2 separate regions of the Gossypium raimondii genome follow, and region 2 is linked to region 1. A link is a contact called in public Hi-C data. All regions are on one chromosome and are shown on one strand. Each heading gives the region's core, a stretch centred on a gene start, on an enhancer-like site or on the middle of the called end of the contact. The rest is flanking DNA. Distances are from core to core; before and after follow the strand shown. Region 1 has its middle 36 kb from the start of LOC128040299. Region 2 holds the start of LOC105797346 (serine carboxypeptidase 1).

Region 1 (4,165 bases), core at 890-3,389:
TCCAAAATGTCACGGTTCAAGTGTGTCACCACATTTGTTATATCGACATTTCCAGGCCCATCTAATTTGTCAACTTTCAAAAGCCTTCCCTCAGTAAACGTGATTCTATAAGAGAATAATAACACAAAGACAAAGACAGCAGCTAAAATGAGGTTGATTTTGGCCATGGAAGGCAACTGAATTATATTAAGACTGAAGATTTAAAAAGCTCAAAGAGAAACTTATGTATGTCTGCCCTATAAGCGTTTTGCCTCTTTGGGTATTTATAGACTTTTAGAAAGACGGCAGGGCAAGCTCTGTTACCAACTATTCAAAGTTAAACGCTTACAATTGATGCAAGTTGCAAATCCAGTGTTCTGGGTTATGATGGGCGTCCTCATGGATTCGTGAAATGACAGGTTCAGTATCTTCCCATATTTGACGAAATCTAAGTGCATGCCCCATGCAACTTTATTGCATTTGCTCCCCGTTCCTTTTCTATGTTGGAATTACTATGTATGATGGAGAAGCAAAGAATATAGTAAATTTTAGGGATCAAAATTAAAAATTTTGTTTTCAAAAGGTTAAATTAAACTATTGATAATTAGGATGAATCAAACCTGATATTGACTGTGATAATATTTATTATATCTACGATCACAATACCATGATGTGATCGAAAACATTACCTTGTCAAATGGCGGTGCAGATAATTTGGTAGTTGAAAGAGATATTTCTGGTATACAACCAATAAATACTTGACTTTGTTTCTATTTGCTCCTTTGAAATAGCCTTCAAAAGTTCATGAATTTACTGTTCATGCATCATAGTTCACGTGGTAGATGTAACAAAGTTGAAGTTATACATGTATAGAGAAAAGGTTAATTATATTATTAATTAGGGAATATTATCAACGGAGTTTTTAGACTTCACGGTAAAGATTAAATGGTTAAGTAGTTTATAGTGTTTAGTAAAATATTAAGAAAAAAAAAGGTATACCAAACACTCACCTTATTAATTAATATAAATAATGATTATAAATCAAAATCAACTTTCACAACCTGAGAATGGTTAACTGAAACTAGAAGGTAAATAAAAATATAAAAAATGATACTAACTTAAAATTTTTGTTATCGAAGAACAAAAAATGGGAAAAAAACCAAATTAAATTGTTGTGCCTCAAAACTTTTCAAGCCTATTCATCTGCTGAGTTGTGTCATTCTTAAAAGTTAGTATGCAGCAGATCTAAATTCGATCTTTGGGAGCCAATGTCATGTTCTTTCTTTTTACCTTACAAGTGTATAAAGCACATTGTTTCCAACTGAATGAACTGAACCAACATAAATTATAAGCCACTACGGCAGTGAGGAAATTGAAAATCCCACCGAGGAGTGCATTATACAGGTTTTCATTAATTAAGAAATAATCAAATCATGATTAAAATAGGACAATAATTTAGAGTCATTGATGCAAAAAATCAGTAAGGGATGAAATATAGAGATGTGAGGTAAAGGAGATTGATTCATCTACACAAACGGAGAGTCAAATAAGTAGGAGGGTGAGAGAGGAGGATACTTTGTAGGTGAAGGAGATAGAGTGCTGAGAGTGTTGAGGAAGGCTTTTAAGGTTGTTGATGGGGAAGAAAATCCTTTCCTCATAAATAGAGTACTTATAGGGAGGGAAATCTCGTGGACAGTAATGTCATGTTACTGGTAAATTTGAGACATGGTGGTCGTGCAATCAGTCGGTGGTAAGACCATTATACGTGAGTTTTCGTCAAGCACGATACTACTCTGTAATTCTCCTTGCTGATGTAGTACAAAATTGTTATATCTCATTGGTCTCTTTTGATAGTAAAGGTGTTCTCAATAAAAGCGGGTAACCTAACAATGAGTGTCTTATGAGAGACAAGATATTCGGGTGTCTGGCCACAGGTCAAGGTGAGGTAAAAGGCCATCCACAGGTACTTTTCAGATAGCTCTTCGTTGTGCCATGTGTCCACGACAGATAGGGGTATAACAATTGTCCCCTCCCCTAGTCGAAAGGTGGGTTATAAAGTGACGTGACTTGAGACAACTTGTAAACAATCTCCATGGGTGGCAAAATAGCGGGTGGTATAATGACGGCAACGAGATGTCCGAGTGGCTGGTCACAAGAAAGGCATAGGGCCATCCACAGATGCTTTCGAGATAGCCCTGCACGGTGCCACGATTCCACACCGGGTAAGGGTATAACAAGAGGGGATGTGTGCGTTACTAAAAGTGTTATTGATCGTGACCAAGTGCGCGCTGCATTTTCGAAGCTTTTTACCAGTAAAAGGAAGGTGTATACGCCTTGGAGCCCCACAAGACTCCAATAAGGCCCCGTAATGTATCCATTACTGTCTAAAAACTATGCTCCTGGAGAGAAGGATATTGAAGTCAAATGAATGTAATGATGTTGTATGGTTCTCAAAAGTTTCCGTCCACTTATTCACTTATCAGTTTCACTGTTCCACACGACTGAAAGGAGGGGTTGCCCCTTGGCTCCTCGAGTTGAGGAAGTTCTTTGTCACCCAATAACCACAGTTGGATCCAACAGAAATGGACTCAATCGGCCGCAACTTGTGATCATGCCAAAGAAATTGCGATGGAGGATTTGAGCTAGTCTAGAGCTAAAAAGAGAAACCCATTTCCCATTTATGGAACACTTAGGAAATCTGTATAAGTCAATGGAATCTTTAGAGTAGGATTTGATGGTTATGCTACTTGTAAGAAAAATGGGTTCTAAGAAAATCTAGTGGGGAGATCATCAAGTAGAATGAATGTGGCCGGTCTGAAATTAGTAGAAAAAAGAAGTAAAAAAAATTATGAAAATTGAAATGGGATCACACATATTATTTATCACATTAGTTGTCAGGTCATTAATTAAGGGATTGTCAAAATTTTTTTATAAAAAATTAATTTCAATTAATTGTTAATTTTGATTAATTTCTGAATTGATTTAATTAATCTTATAAATCATTAATTTCTAACATTTAAGTCAATTTAAAAAAACGATTCTAAAAATTATGGAAGGCCCCCATGATCTTGTTTATTTTTCTCTATATTTCTTTTTTTATAAAGATGGTAAAATATTATTAAAAATTATAAATTTGAAAGATTCTAAAATTATAAAAAATTGTTGAGATTTTAAAAGAATTTAACAAAAAAGCTAAAAATTCTAAGAAAATCTAAAAATCTGTTAAAATTTAAAAACAGGTATTATGAAAAATCTAACAAAAAAACTAAAAAATAAAGAACTCTTAAATTTCTAAAATATCTAAAAATTAAAAATTGAAAACTTTTAAAAATTAAAAAAATCAATCTAACATATTTTTCACTTACATTTACTTAAATCTCTTTATATAACAAAATAATTATTCAACTATTGCATCTAAAATAAAATCTAAACTTTTTTATAGCTAATATAACTAAGATAAAAAAAATTTAAACATGATTTCAAAACACAAATATTAGAGATATCTCATTGTATTGATTTATTTGGTTTTGGTTTTAAAGAAATAACTTAAGGTGATGCATAAGCCAACATTTATGAACAACATTTACGGATGCACCAATCAAACAAAATAAACCATTTACTTGCATTAATTTTTTACTAATTTTTATATTTTAAATATTTTTAGAGTTCTTTTCATATTATTTGTATTTTTTTTCATTTCCATAACGTTTAGAATCTTTTAGATTTTTTAAAAAATTATGCTTAAATGCTAAAAATTCCTTAAAATAATTAAAAACTAATTAAGATTCCTTTTGAAAACCCCACTTATTTTTATGTCTATCATTTTCCGCGTTAGCAGCCATGCCACCACCATTAAAAGAACTGTTACAAGCTTGTACAAAAAGAATTAATTTCAATGGCTTAATGAGTTGCTACTTTCAATTAAGACCCAAATATTGTGATCTTCAATTACGAGCTTCATTTATTTATTTTTAATTAATTTACAAGTGCTTTCATAAAATTTAAGCTAAAGTGAGTTACAAGGTTGGGTTAATGGTATGGGTTTCTTTTATCTTAATTAGTGGTTGAGAGTTCAATCCTCATTTTAGGTAGAGGTGAGCAAAACTCGATTCGACTTGAAAAAATCGAAAAAAATCGAATTTCGAGTTAAACGAATCGAGTTATTCGAGTTAATCGAGTTATTCGA
Region 2 (4,165 bases), core at 683-3,182, 170 kb before region 1:
TATAATAGGCAAGTTGAGGAACATAATGGCCAGCATAGCTCTCACCAGTTATAAAAAAATCCCGTCTTTTGTACTGCGGAAATCTTTCAAGCCAATTGATGAGAAAAACATACGAGTCCTTTGTTGTTCTCTTGTCACCTACTTTGGTGTAATCAGAGGAATCGTTTGAATAAGAAAAACCAACTCCTGCTGGTGATTCCAAAAAGATCACATTTGCAACTGCAAAATTTTCCTAGCATGTGTCAATTGAAAATTCAAGAGAACAAGTTATGGTGTTGTCAAACTTAGAAGAGACTTCATGTACCCTTGTTCCATGCATATTCATTTCTGTAAAGCGTTTTTCCATCCTTGTTTACTCTGAAAGGTCCAAGTTCTAGCATGGCTCCATATCCTAACGATGAACACCCTGGACCTGTACATCATAGTCAATCAATCCTTTTTCTGTTTTTCTCCCCTCATGTCTATATATTAGGTTATAGATGGATTCTTCCCTAAAGTTACAATTCAGTATCTAGTTGCCTGAGCTGATGAATAAAGTATATGCTGTTCTGTTTTAATTTTTCCTTTACTGCTTGAACTGTTCTTGTTCAGTGATACAAACTAGGAAAAACAAGGGAAGGATAAATGACACGTGTTTGTACAGGTTCAAAAAGAAGTCTATATCAAGTGGAAAGAAATATCCAAGCAAAGGCAGTCCATGCCATGAAATCCGCTCAATTAGTTTAATTAGTGGTGGGATCCCACTGAATTATGTCTCAATGATGTCTGGTTCATGATTAAGCTTCGGGACAAAGACTATATCACTAGTCAACTTTTCTTGTGGAAAAGCAGTAGCTATTGTTTGAACATAAAAGAGTCCAATGGGATATTCTTAGTAAAGTGGGCTCCCTACCTGGCTGGACTCAGTCAACCAGCCTATCACACAACTTGCTGGTCCTTGCAAGTTGGAAAACTGAAGATTCTAGGTCCCTTATTTCTACCATGCGTGTGGACTGTTGTAACATGCAGGGCAGCGTGAATTTGAAGTGCTCTGGTTCGCAACAGTGAAATGGTCCTACACTAAGTTCTTTGTTTCTATGAAAAGCTGAAGGATGATATTGATTTCAGATGGAAAAACACTTTTCTAGTACTATTATTGTTTCAAAATGGATGCTTTTTCTACAGAAATGATTAATCAAGGTTTGATCTATGGATAGGTTAAACATGGGAGTTCTACATCGGTGTTGTACTGAAACTATCGTCAAGCTTCTTTATACAATCATATTTCCCAAAGGTTGAGTATGCAAATACTTCTCTTTTTTGCATATACTCAAGCTTATCATATGCAGACCATGTGATGCAGTAAATGGCAGATGTTATTGCTATGGCATATTCAGTTTTGATTTAATATGACATTTTCTATACCCATGCAAATAAACTCGATACCTATCTGTTGATTCAGAAGTATAGATAAATTTGATACCTCCATTTAACCATAAAACGAGAGGCTTGTCGGAAGAATTTTGTGGTGACTCCACAAAATAATAGAACAACGCTCGATCAGCTATAGGGTCTACCATTACATAGCCGGCATATTGGTCAAAATCCACTCCTTCAGGTTGTCCCGGCAGTGCGTTGATCTTATCACTTTGCATCATCCCTTTCTGGGATCCTACATACACTGGAGAGTTGTGACTATCTTCTTGATCATTTAGTAGAGCCCATGATTCAGGGTGAGGAGATTTGCGAGATTCGATCAACCTGTTGAGATTGGCAATCTGGTTTCCCTTGCATGAAATGAGGAAAGTTGTAAAGTAGCAAGACAACACAAGCAGCAAGTATTTAATAGTAACTTTCATGGTGGCCTCTGGACTCAAGAGCTTATGCAAGCTTCTAATAGTATTAAGTATGTATGCAAGCCAATATTGATGCTAATTTATACTGGCAGAGGATAATTTTCCATTTTGTAGCCAAGTCACAGCTTGATGCACTTGCTAACAAATCTACTGGGGCCTGGGGCCAGCTTGATATGTATTCCTATTGTTGTTTGGGAATGAAATTTAGCCCACGTTGAAATTTGGTGAGTGTGGTTTTCAACATTCAACCCTTGGTTACAAAGTTAACATTACATTTCCGGTTAATATGATATGTCAATTAGCAAAATACATTTATCATTCTCTCAACGGTCGAACCTTCGTGCAGATGGCGGAAGCTTTCCGTTTAGGAAGGACGAGAAGAGCACCAGGGCCCAGGCTTTCTGGTAACTGGGAACAGAATGTCCAGCTCCTCTTACTGTTACAAATGTTAAGTTCTGATATCCAACAGCATACCCTCCAACCTTGACAAAAACCAGCTAGATGATTAGCTTGATCACCTTTGATTCATTTTCTAATAGCAATAATTAGATTAGTGAAATTCAGTTCAAACTCTTACCTCCCCATGGATGTACCAAGGATACCAGGCAGTCTTAATGCGCATCCCCAGTTTGTTTATGGCATATTTGCTACATAATAGAGGCAGGGCACCATCTGTGTCACCACTGACATAATACCATTAAACTTGATTAGAAAGTTTTGAACTTTGATTCTTGTTTAATGAGCTATCAATGTTTTTATCCAAGGTTATGAAATTGGACTAAGTCAAATGACTAACTTGTAGATCCAAACCCGAATTCCACTGTCCATTACTTCCTTAATGATTGGCAAAACTGTTAATGGAATGAATATAATTTTTCGAGCAGGAATGGAAAGCCGAAACCTATTTCTTAATTCTCAGTAAGCAGAAGTGGAAAAAAAATACTAGGAACATTCTATTCACCAACTTGGTATATAAGGTAAGTGGAAGTTGAGGAGGAATTGCATAAGGGAGCATAGAGGCATACATGTTACCAGCAGCATCATTTGCTTTATCCACAAATCCTAAGCAAACTTTGGATGATAAATTTAGAGTAGAATAATCGCAGTTCAATGCAAGTCCAGTGTATATGTCATCAGACGTAAGGGCGTGCGTCCATTAGAAATCCACTGCTCCTCTCATAATTGTTTCAAAATCAATTGAAGCATTACCTATCTAATACATCAATAACACCCCCCCTGTTAACATTCATTTCATGACAACATAAATATATAAAAACATTCTTACAGGAACTTACTGCAATTCCTTTTAGATTGATTATAGTTTGATTGGTGTGTTGATTATTTTGGAGTTTAGTGTGAGCAACCTGGGGTACATAATGGCCTGCATAACTCTCTCCTGCCAGGAAAAATTCCCTGGTTTTGTATTCAGGAAATCTTTGGAGCCAGTAAACAAGAAAGGTAAGGAATCTTGGGCAGTTCTTAAATCTCCACTTGACTTATAGTCTGAGGTTCTATTTGAGTAAGAGAATCCGACACCGGCAGGCGATTCTAAAAAGATGATGTTAGCATATTAACACACAAAATGTTAGTCAATGATTCATTTTCAAGGAAACCCCTGATAATTTGGCGGTTATGTAATGCAAGAACTCACCCTTATTCCATGCGTATTCATTTCGATGCAAGGTTTTACCATCTTTTTCTACTCTAAATGGGCCAAGTTCCATCATAGCTCCATTTCCAATTGAAGAGCAACCAGGCCTTGCCCATCAAAACGCTATCATGCATGTATTATTGTTGATTATAGATTATAATAGCCCAAGGAAAGCCTGTTCTCAGATAAAACTTATTTACATACCTACCAACTCTTTTTTTTTTTTTCATTTTATAAAATGATTTATTTTTAATTTTGATATTTCTAATGCTTAAATGTAATATTTGATTTTTATATTTAATTTCTAACATAAGTTAGTGTTTATATATATATTTTTATAATTTTACTAATTAGTTCAAATAGTTAATATCATTAACTTTTCAATTAAAATACTACGTGGCTATATATAGTTTGAAAGCGGATTTTTAAATACATAAAGTAGAGAATAAATTCTTGAAAATAAAAGTTGAAGGACTGAATTCCAAACATATAATGCGTAAAGACTTAGAGTCATGGTTGTTTGAGTCAGACCAGACCGACTGGTCGAATTGAGAACTGCCCTGAATATCGGTCTGAAGAGAGGCATTAGACTAGTTGACTTGTGAACCGATACAGACCGGTTGAATCAGGGCACATAACTGATTGAATTGGTCATTTTTTATGTTTTTTAATGAGTCAT

What was found. Hi-C and Micro-C count contacts between places; a contact is called where the count stands out from the background.
Region 2: a Hi-C map of leaf shows a contact between it and region 1, with 2.4 times the contacts expected there. The contact joins the promoter of LOC105797346 here to the enhancer-like site in region 1. A contact is called at or near these places in 2 of 2 Hi-C or Micro-C datasets (both in leaf).

What each region holds. Positions count from the first base shown.
Region 1 is chr3:17,560,220-17,564,384 of ASM2569854v1, reverse strand. No RefSeq gene overlaps it. Among protein-coding and RNA genes, the nearest start is that of LOC128040299, 36 kb to the left of the region's middle. Within about 2 kb of position 2,139, the one cell type or tissue checked has open chromatin away from gene starts, as enhancers often do. A contact at or near this core is called in leaf, where this site is marked.
Region 2 is chr3:17,725,672-17,729,836 of ASM2569854v1, reverse strand. LOC105797346 (serine carboxypeptidase 1) reads right to left here and starts at 1,932. Exons shown (of 8, transcript XM_012627333.2): 1 at 1,463-1,932; 2 at 305-412; 3 at 1-219. The coding sequence starts at 1,838. It also overlaps the pseudogene LOC105795732.